Linked DNA regions of Pan troglodytes: region 1 is linked to region 2. Evidence: chromatin contacts called from public HiChIP or PLAC-seq data. All regions are on one chromosome and are shown on one strand. The core of a region is the stretch at or near the end of the contact, and the rest is flanking DNA. Distances in the headings are between cores, read along the strand shown. Region 1 holds the start of YARS2 (tyrosyl-tRNA synthetase 2). Region 2 holds the start of SYT10 (synaptotagmin 10).

The links. HiChIP or PLAC-seq counts read pairs in DNA pulled down with a chosen protein or histone mark.
Region 1: a contact with region 2 is called in an H3K4me3 HiChIP or PLAC-seq map of stem cell-derived excitatory neurons, with 4 times the contacts expected there. The contact joins the promoter of YARS2 here to the promoter of SYT10 in region 2. A contact is called at or near these places in 1 of 7 Hi-C or Micro-C datasets (induced pluripotent stem cells) and 1 of 1 datasets of contacts at active chromatin or transcription factors (stem cell-derived excitatory neurons).

Annotation. Positions count from the first base shown.
Region 1 is chr10:62,727,486-62,733,248 of NHGRI_mPanTro3-v2.0_pri, forward strand. It overlaps YARS2 (tyrosyl-tRNA synthetase 2), which reads left to right and starts at 1,394. Exons shown (of 6, transcript XR_010148052.1): 1 at 1,394-2,754; 2 at 3,770-3,937.
Region 2 is chr10:62,029,143-62,034,583 of NHGRI_mPanTro3-v2.0_pri, forward strand. SYT10 (synaptotagmin 10) reads left to right here and starts at 1,761. Exons shown (of 8, transcript XR_673435.5): 1 at 1,761-2,378.

The DNA.
Region 1 (5,763 bases), core at 144-2,643, 700 kb after region 2:
CTCGGGGTTGCTGGTCTCTTGAATAAAGCTAACTTTACTTTCACTACAGCTCTTCTCTTGGGTTTTTGGCTTTCAAGTGACAAGTGGCCCAGATGTGAGTTTCCTTACATGTGCTCAGGAGAATTTCCTGCCATACCTACTGAAATCTGTCCCTGATCAAAGTGGTGGACCATACGACTGCAGATTGGCCTTGCAAAGTAGCTCGTGCCTGTAATCCCAACACTTTGGGAGGCAGAGGTGGGAAGCTTGCTTGAGGCCAGGAGTTTAGGACCACCCTGGGCAAGACAGTGAGACCCCCGTCTCTACAAAAACAAAAAATAAAAATTAGCCAGGCATGGTAGTCCACACCTGTAGCTCCAGCTACTTGGGAGGCTGAGGCAGGAAGATCGCTGGAGCCTAGGAGTTCAAGGCTGCAGTGAACCATGATCCTGCCACGGCACTCCAGTGTGGACAACAGAGTGACACTTAAAAAAAAAAATACACTGAAGATCAACAGGTTATGATTGCAAATTTTAAGATATTTTGAATAATAACATGAAAGAACACACTATTTTCTTAAGCAGTTGGGAGTATGTTTAATAGCCTATTGAATGAGTATCTCAAAATCCTATTGAAGTTACTATTTGGCAATGAGAAACTAATTCACTGATAATTATACATGCAAAGAAACTAATTATTAAAATAAGTTTTCATTTTGTTAGATAACTTTATAACGTTAAAAAATGGAAAAGTCCTGTAGGGAATGATTTGGAACATGGCCCAGATCCCAGTCACAGGACCAAGGCACTCAATCCCCCAGCTGCTGGGAGTGTTGGTTGCTTATTGCTCACAGCGGAGTCCCTTCCTGCACATCTCACTCTCCAAAAGCCTTAACCCAGCGTTTTGCTTCCTCCCCAGAAACATCCCACATTTAATGAGCAGTCAGTAAGAGGGTCTAAAGGTCTGCCCCCTGGCCTCAATTCAGGATGACTCTGAAAGGAAATCCCGGCTCCAGAGCCCTTACTGGATTGCCTGAGGCCTCTATTACAAATTGTTCACAGTTCCACTTCTTTCTCCCTCCGCCCAACCCGGCCTCCCTCACTCCATTATAGGTGTTGTTCTTAAGAGCACACTCCAATTACCCTCCTGCAAACCAGTCTCCCCCCCAACTCAGAGTCCAGGGAATTCTACCTAAGATGATTTTGAAAGCGGTCCTAGAAATCAGGCTCTAACATGGGATTTTGAAGCTAGATCACCTGCCAGCCAGCTGCCGATAAGAACCTCATCCCTGGTCAGTATTCAGAGCACCTGTCACGCTGCACGATGTGATTACTAATTTGAATCCACTCATGCTAAGCTGTGTCCCAACCTAGTTAACTGTATTTAAAATAAATAAACCACAGGACTTGATGCATGTACTTTATTGCACTGAGTTTTTCTTGCTATACCTTGGACAAGACTGCCACCTCCTGGAAGAGTTGATGAATACTGGGGACTGAGGTGCAATTAGGGAATCGGTACTATGAAATTGCTTGCGTCTCAGCAGCAACTCCCTATCCCTCCGCGAAGTTAAACCAATTCCTAACCTTTCTCAACCTCTGTGAGCAGCTTTTTGCATGGAACCAAGACTTCAAAGAACTTGCGCATCACAATCTTTTTACGTGAAAATGTAAATACAAGTCAGCATTTGTGAAGCGTTATGTGCCAAATGCTTTAATTTTTAAGGCTCACAACAGCCTTATGAGGTAGGAACTATCATAAGCAGATCCACACTGCTGATGGAAAAATTAAGTTTAAGGGAACGTAAGGCGACGGCTCTGAGGCGGAATCGCCACTTGGAGTCGGGACTCAACTGCTGAGAGCGCAAGCTCCGTAACTACGTAACCGTCTCGGGCATGCGCAGAAAAACACTGAAGCACCTTCCCTAGGAGCTGTAAGTAGGTGGGTGTGGTGGGAGTCTTTGCAATCCCAGCATTCCCTTCGTGCCGCCACCAAGATGGTGGCGCCCATCTTGCGGTCCTTTTCCTGGGGCCGGTGGTCTGGTACCCTAAATCTCTCAGTATTGTTGCCCTTGGGGCTGCGTAAGGCCCACTCGGGCGCTCAGGGGTTACTGGCAGCGCAGAAGGCTCGAGGTCTGTTCAAGGACTTCTTCCCGGAGACGGGGACGAAAATAGAGCTCCCAGAGCTCTTCGACCGTGGCACGGCGAGTTTTCCCCAAACCATTTACTGTGGCTTCGACCCCACGGCAGACTCGCTTCATGTGGGTCATCTACTTGCGCTGCTGGGCCTGTTTCATTTGCAGCGAGCGGGCCACAACGTGATCGCGCTGGTGGGAGGCGCCACGGCGCGCCTGGGAGACCCGAGCGGCCGTACCAAGGAACGCGAGGCGCTGGAGACAGAGCGCGTGCGAGCCAACGCGCGAGCTCTGCGCCTAGGGCTTGAGGCCCTGGCGGCTAATCACCAGCAGCTTTTCACTGATGGGCGCTCCTGGGGCAGCTTCACTGTGCTGGACAACTCGGCCTGGTACCAGAAGCAGCGCCTGGTGGACTTCCTGGCGGCAGTGGGGGGTCACTTCCGCATGGGGACGCTGCTGAGCCGGCAGAGCGTGCAGCTGCGGCTCAAGAGCCCCGAGGGCATGAGCTTGGCCGAGTTCTTTTACCAGGTGCTCCAGGCCTATGACTTCTATTACCTCTTCCAGCGTTATGGATGCAGGGTCCAGCTGGGCGGATCTGATCAACTAGGCAACATCATGTCCGGATATGAGTTCATCAACAAGTAAGTGCCTTTAAACCTTGGGGAAATCCTGGGACCAAATAATTTACACACTAGTAGCCTGTGATTCACTCTTAGGATTGTAGTTGCTGCCCTTCGTTCCAGCTCTTGTTGGTTTTATCCCCATTAAGGCTCTATAATGGCGTTAATAACACTGGCTAATAAGAATTAAAGGGCTGAATTAAGGATATTAAGAGTAAAGGGTGTATTCTAAAAATTAGCTGGGCGTGGTGATGCACGCCTGTAATCCCAGCTATTCGGGAGGCTGAGGCAGGAGAATCTCTTGAACCCGGAAGGCGAAGGTTTCAGTGAGCCGAGATCGCGCCACTGCACTCCAGCCTGGGGCAACACAGGGAGACTCCGTCTCAAAAAAAAAAAAAAAAAAAAAAAAAGGGAAACAGACCACTAGTGAAGATTTGGTCGGTCTGTTTTGCTTCGCCTAAGTCGTCCTCTCTAATTAGAGAAACTGCTTTTGTGTGTTTATACCAGAACGTGACTGGGCCTCCTTGAGTAGCTAGCCTCTGCTTTAGCTCTGCACCCTCCATGAAACTAGTGTTAGTCCTTGGTTGGTATCTCAAAAAGTTTTTTCAACTCCAAATAATTGACAAGTAATGCGGGTCTAATAGCATTTTCTTGAGAGAGGTGAAGGATAGGGCTAGCTCATGTGCAACAGAGCAAAGCACATGTTTAAAAGGCGTTTAGAAGATTTCCTTTAGTGTCTCTTCCTGACACCCCTTCACCCAGTTTTCTCCTTCCCACTCAGCCTTTCAAAATCTCTAGTCCATTGTTATGTAGCACTTCCCCTTGGCCTGCCTAGAACCTGCCTGGAACCACTCATGAGGTTCAGAATGAATAGAGTAAGTACTGTAACAATACATAAGAGGGACAAGAATTCAGATTTAGGAGGTCAAGGAAGTTTTCCTGGAGCAAGTAACCAGAAAGAAATCTGGAAGGTGAACAGTAGAACCTACCACCACTTGTGCTTGAGGCACATAATGAAATTGTTCTTTATGCGTAGGTTGACTGGAGAAGATGTATTTGGAATCACCGTTCCTCTAATTACAAGTACAACTGGAGCAAAGCTGGGAAAGTCTGCTGGCAACGCTGTTTGGCTAAACAGAGATAAGACATCTCCATTTGAATTGTATCAGTTCTTTGTCAGGCAACCGGACGATTCAGTGGAAAGGTGAGTTCTGAATAACGGGCTGAGAAAAACTGACACCATAAACTCATGATGTAATTTTAGCCATTGAATCTATGTACATTTTATAGTTTTTTTGTTTTTAACGTAGTTTCTGTCTGTACATAAGCCATTACATCATAGAAGACTAATTTTTACTGTGTTCTGAAGTTAAACACTTTGTTGGTTAAAGCAGAAAAACAGTGGGCGGCTAGAAAATGTAGAGCCAACTTTTTGATCTGTATCTAGCAAGTTCTTAGGATTTTATCACCTGCATATTCTAGTTTTTTCACTCCTTTCAACTTAAACTTGACTGCCCTTATTTTTCCTTTGTCTGTCTTCTCTCACAAATATGACTTTAAAGATCCTCTTAAGAAATGATTTCTCCTTAAATCAAATTGCCTTAAACTCTTGGAAGAATATGAATTAATGAGAAACAAATATACCTGCAACAAAAAGTGAAAAAAAATTTTGATGCTCTGTAACATCAAAGTAATCTAGGAATAATTCTTTAAGACTTAAAAGGTATATGACTTTCCTGCAAAATATTAAAAGATGCTATTGAGCAAAATAAAGACCTACATAAATGGAGAGTTAGACCATATTCATAGTACAAAAATAATATCAGTTCTTTTTTGTATTTTTTGAAACAGAATCTCACTCCCATTGCCCAGGCTGGAGTGTAGTGATGCAATCTTCGCTCACTGTAGCCTGAAATTCCCAGGCTCAGGTGCACACCACCATGCCCAGCTAATTTTGTATTTTTTTTTAGTAATGGTGGAGTTTCACCTTGTTCCCCAGGCTGGTCTCAGACTTCTGGACTCAAGCGATAAACCTGCCTCAGACTCCCAAAGTGCTGGGATTACAGCATGAGCCCCCGCACCCGGCCAAGATACCAGTTCTGGATTTGATCTACATTTAGTACAGTGCCAACCATATCTAAACCGGCTTTTTGTGGAACTTGACAAGCTCATTGTAACACTGACATAGAAATAAAAAGGGCTAAGATTGGCCAAGATGTTTTTGAAGAACAGAGTGGAAGATTATCATGCCTTATTACAAAATTTCGGTAATTGTGTTTTTTTCTCTTTAGATTTAGTCCTAGAATGTTTGACGATATAGTCCTGGGGTTTTGATGTATTGAGAATTGATAATCTTTTTTTTTTTTTTTTTGAGGCAGTGTCTCACTTTGTTGCCCAGGCTAGAGTGTAGTGGCATGATCTTGGCTCATTGCAACCTCCGCCTCCTGGGTTCAAGTGATTCTCCTGAGTAGCTGGGACTACAGGCATGCGCCACCATGCCCAGCTAATTTTTGTATTTTTGTAGAGGCAGGGTTTCGCCATGTTGGCCAGGCTGGTCTCGAACTCCTGACCTCAAGTGATCCACCTTCCTCAGCCTCCCAAAGTGCTGGGATTACAGGCTTGAGCTACCGCACCCGGCCTAGAGAATTTAGATAATCTTTTCAAAAATTGCATTTTCTATCTGGTTCTGGTGTATAGAAATACAATTACTTTATATATATTACCTTTAAATCTAGCAACTCTGCCAAACTCATTATTTCTAATTATGACTTTTAGGTTTAAAGGTACACGTTTAAATGTAAAGTTAAGAGACCAATGGCACAGATTAGAGAATCCAGACACACTCTAGCATATATGGTCTCCTTATCCCTGGCAAAGGTGGCATTGTAGTTTGGGAAGACAGTCTTCAGTGAATATTGCTCCATTAGTTAGATGTCTTTGTGGGTGAAAAAAAATGAAACTTAACCTTACATAGTACACAAAAGTCAATTCCAGGCAGATTATAGACCTAAATCTATATTAAAAGACAAA
Region 2 (5,441 bases), core at 511-3,010:
ATTCATTTTAGATGAAAGAAAATTTTTTTCAGAGAAATGAATTCAGAAAAACGAATATCCAAGTGAAATTAACTCTGCTTGTTGTGAAAACACAGCAGTAAGAGTAGCAACAGGCCAGGAACAGCATAAACAAATACCAGGAAAGTTATTTTCAGAATCTGTTTACTTAATGTTTAACACTGAAATCAAACACAAGAGGGTCATTAGGGAGACCTTCTGCATTACTCCACTTAAGCAATTAGAATCTGTAAGTAGTATAAAGATAATTACTCATTTGGTCCTCCTACACAGCAATTAGTTCATATGGTAAATATGAAAGTACAGCATTGCATTGCAGGTTGTTTTCTACCGGTCTGTCTGTGTAGACTGTAGCAGAATGGGGGGCAAAAGGCAATTGGAAAGGGCCTTATTAAAGTGTGTTATTTAGTTTTGGGCATACAGTAGATGTTTAATATTTTTTGATTGACAGTGAAATTATTTCTTTAGACAATTTGACTTAAAAACCACCCAAGTCAGTGTGCATAAAGACAAAAACCAAATGAAGCCTGCAGATTTTAGTTTGTCTTAATTCGTGGTAAAAATAGTCCTAGTTAAACCAATCGTCCTATGGATCAGGTCAAAATGATTCAACTAATGAATGCTTCCCTACTGGAGTGCTATGCCTAATATTTATAGTAGGTTTACCATAGTCCTGTGCAAAGCAAATAATTTACCATGAACTGATTAGCTGTTTTTAAAAAAGACTACTTATTCTACTAGCATAGACACGCTAACAAGTTCAATGTATCCCACTTCAAAAATAAAGAATCCCTCATCACAAGAGGGTTAAATCAATCCTCAGGTTATGATATGGGATCAAACTCTGCCCGAAAACAGTTTAAAAACCATATAAACATATTATATCCTGAAGCCCATGTTTATTAATTTTATTTTGTCGCTTTAGTTCTAGTGATTTGCACCCATTTGCATTAAAGAATTATAAAAACAGGTGAGCTTAAGACATCCGAGTCCAAATCTCCCATTTTACAGACTCAGGCAAAGACCCGAAAGCAGGCCGGCCGTGGTGGCTAGTGCCAGCATTTTGGGAAGCTAAGGCGGTAGGATTGATTGAGCACAGGAGTTCAAGACCAGCCAGGGCACCATAGTGAGATCCTTGTCTTTACAATAAGTTTTAAAAAAAGATAGCGCCTGGAGTCCCTGGAGTCCTAGCTACTAGGGAGGCTGAAGTCGGAGGATCGCCAAGACCTGAAAACAACTTCAAGGTTAGGCTGAGATGTGTGACAGATTTGAACTTAATCCTGTTCCCTTTAACACCCATGTCTTGTTTTAAGTCGCTAAGAAAGGAGATGGAGGGAGTCAAGTTGTGCATTCTCAATCACCAATTACGGATTAATCGACAGAATCTTATCTGATTATTAGTACAAATAACATTTTATTTTGTGATCTACCTAAGAGGGTTTGCTTATTCACGCATTCTTTTTTCTAATTAACTTTTTCCGTTTTTCTTCTATTGGGATGACTTTTCCAGAAGGGCAGAAGCAGATAGCACAGAAAGTAGAATACATCCGTGGAAAAGTTGGAGAGACAAAGGCGGCGGGGATGGCTGCATTGATGCAGGGAAAAGTATTGGGAAAACGGAGAGGGCTCCTCGGGCCAACTCTGGGCAACGATGAGCATCCCCGGCCTCGGCAGGGGCGCCGGGCCGCCCGCCCTCCCTCCCTCCCTCCCTCGCGAGTCCCTTCTTCAGAGGACGCGGGGAGCCGGGTCTGCGCGCTCCGCCGCCTGTCACCTAGCGCCCGCGCCGGGCTGCGATTGGACGCGTCGCCGCCAGGCACCCGCCAGAAACACCAGTGCGCTGGGGAGAGGAGTGGGGCGTGCTTGCGAGTCGAGGGCTTGCTTTGGCTTTTTTACGGCTCCCCCCTCCCCTCAGCACTCCATGCCGGGTCTCTAGTTCCAGGCGCCTCGGCTCGCTCGCGCGGCGGGAGAGTTGGCGCAAACCTCGCCGCAGCCGCAGCCTCCTCGCGCGCCTCTCCTTCCCCTGCGCCCTCCGCTCCCGCCATGGGGCCAACGTGGGGCTCCTAAGAGTTGCCGGCTCTCAGCGGCGCAATCTCCAGCCAAAGTCACCGCGGGCGGACTATGGCTTAGGGCGCCAGAGGGGTTAGAGGTACGGGAAGAGGAAAAGACGGCTAACTGGGAAAAAAAGAGAAAGCGAAAGAAAAGCCAAACGATGAGTTTCCACAAGGAGGACGGAGTGAACAGTCTGTGCCAGAAGGCTCTGCACATCGTCACCGAGCTGTGCTTCGCCGGCCAGGTGGAGTGGGAGAAGTGCTCGGGCATCTTCCCTCGGGACAGGGGCAGCCAGGGCGGAAGCAGCACAGGTAACCGGGAGGGCTCCGCTCGCGTCCTCGCGCTCCGCTGGGACCCCGCGCGCTAGGCGGCAAGCTCCGGGGTTCTGCGCCTCCCGCGCCGCTCCCAGGGCATATTTGGGGCGCCGCGCTTTCCTACCTCGCTCCTTCCTTCGCTCAGCTCCTGACGACGTCGAGGGTGGGGCGTTTGGGTTTTGTTTCCTCCTGTCCACCTGCCGGGCTTCTCCCTTTCTCTGGTCCGCTTCCCGCCTCCCGGCGCCGTCTCCCGCTCCCAGCCTCGCCGCGCCTCTCCGCGTTCTCCCGCGCCTCCCATCTCCCTCCCGGAGTGGAGAGGTGAGTGCGGGCGGTGACGGCGCCGGGACGGCTCGCGGCTTGGCTGCTTGTGGGGGCGGCTCACCTGTGGGACTAGGGCTGCTCTCGCTCGTTCCACCGGCCGCTGGTCCCGGCCTTGTTGATGGGGGCCAGGCTGGACGGACAAGCCATGCTTGGACGCAGAACTCCCTTGCAGAGGTGGCTGCCTTGGCCTCCGAGGTAACTCGCGGCTGCAACCTGTCGGGCACCTGACAATTTCTAAAGCCCTTTTAATATATATGATTTTCTAGGGTTTCATGACAAAGTTGGTAAAACAGGGATTATTGATCCCATTTGTGAGGCGACACCTAAAGCTCAGAGCACATATCGAAGAAGTGGAAGAGAGGGGAAACGTTTAAAATCCCTAGCACACGCACGCTCTCAGACATCCAACTCAGACGTCCTCCCTACCCTTCAGGAAACTAGGAAATGGGCTGGATGCAGGAGGATATCGACCGTCGGAAATCTGGAGATGGAAAAAAGTCTCAAGTGGATTTTCCTCAAGGCTTGGGGGTGGAAAGGATCGAATCCAAGCCACTGTTTGGGTCACGGTTGGGGAAAAGGTTGGTGTGTCCAGCCTGCTGTGCTGCTCGGGCGCACGCGAGGTGGATCCCCGAGTTGCGGGCTGCGTGGTTTCAAGAGCCGCTTGAGAGGGTCACTTGTTGCACTAGGAGTCAAAAAACACTGCTTTGGGGATTTTCGACTGGAAGGTTGCCATTCCTTCTCTAGGTTCTTTCCCTTTGCTTTTCCTGTCATTTTGATCTCCTGGCGGGATTTTAAGAGTTGAAGGTAGTCAGGGCAACAAGAGCTGGACAGCCAAGCTCAGGACAACATGGAGCCCTGCGTGCTGGGAGGGAGCAAAGCGGGGCACACTTAGTGAATCCTCTCCACCACCACCCCTGCGTCAAAGCCAAGCGGGGAGTGGGAATGGGTTTAGTTTAGCTTTTACATTCCATCGTTCACATGGGTAGCTGCAGGGTTTGGTATTCTCTGATCCACGGCAAGGTGAGCCAAGGGGGCTCTGTCTGCACTTGGCAGAGCTTGAAGAGATGCCGCTGCTTGGACCCTGGATAGGAAAACTTTAAAATTTTCTCAGTGTATAAACACAACTGAGAATCATTTCCATTCGTTCAGTAGGTGTTAAATTCCTAGGAGTGTATGAAACTCAGTGGAAGGCACTGTGTGAGCATGTTGTATTCTGTGTCGTGCGTATCGTTGCTAAGTATGAGGTAAAGACCAGAATAGTGTGACCTCAGAGTCCTCTGTGGTGATATTAGATAAGCTTTTCAGAAACGTCTTTAGTGACCCACTTGCTAAAGGTAACACTCAGAGAAGGGGCTACACTGGACGAAATGAGAGTATTTAAGTTTGAAGATTGTGCTTTGGTAATTGAACAGTTGATGCTGTAAATAAAACTACTGATTTTCCTCTTTCCTGCCCTTTTGTGATCACACACCAAATAGTGGTTTCCCGGGTCTCAGACTGGCTGGTAATGAGGAAAATATGTGGAAGTTAGAAACCAAATCCCAGCTCTGAAATCTGTCCAAAATGCACAACTGTATCAGCTTCAGATAAACTATAGTATATGAATTATAGAAATAGTTCTCAGTTTTTCCTAATCACTGCAAGAAGTAGTTGTAGTCTGAATTCCTTTTGAACTTTTCCCCTTGGGAATAAAAAGTGAGAAAAATTAGTCTAAAACAATTGCAAGAATATTTTCCTCCCCTTAAGAGGAAAAATAGACTACATAATATATACAAGTGGGGTATTCGATTTATAATATAGGAACACACATATTTATTGGCTGTTACTAGGAAAGATATTCCACTAAGTTGTGTATGACGTATAAAGACAAGATTGCTATACGTTTTTCATTTGCGAATCCAAGCAACAGTTAGAAGTAAAATACTTTAATCTACAAATAGACACTCAAAGTTAATAGATATCTATGAAGTGGATTTAAAGATTGTTTGCCAAATATTTAATTATATTTCTTAGCCACCCAGCGTCACACTGTCCTTTAAAGTAGATTTTCTTATAACTTGTGCTCTCATGCTTGTTATTATAGGTACCTAAATAAAGCACTTCCAGTGATCCTTCTACTCATCGTTTAATGAGAAGGCCATTTTTTGTAGGAAGACATCAACAATGTTGAATGGCACAGTGCTTATTTACTTTGAAAGTTAATCAGCACTGCCCAGATGGTATTGGTTGTTCTAACATTACAGTGATAATTACAAGCTCCAAAATTGTGTATATTTTTAATTCCTTCACATAGAGATAGTGGGAGAGAAATTCAGGTAATTCCAGTTAAAATCATTCTACATGAAGGGAGCTACAAATCATGTATATATGTAAGATATTATCTTACGGGTTTTGCAAATGCTGGTGAAGTGCAAGTATCACCATTATTTTTACCATATCAGCAGTAGCAGAAGCAGCAGCAGTATTGTTGCCATTGAGGATCTCACAATCACAATATGATCACAACATGACCAATCTCATACTTTAATAAAATTGGTGAAGACTTACACTAAAGTTGCCAACACAAGTTCATTTACTCTTTTGGCGTAGTTTGTCAGAGTCATTATATGTGCCAGCATTACTAATATTCTAGAAAGTTCACCATGTGCACTTTTTAGAATATCAGATATTTTGAGTCTTTTTACCATGGATTCTCTCCCTCTCCCGAAATAGATATGTCACCCACTAAATTAATCTCAA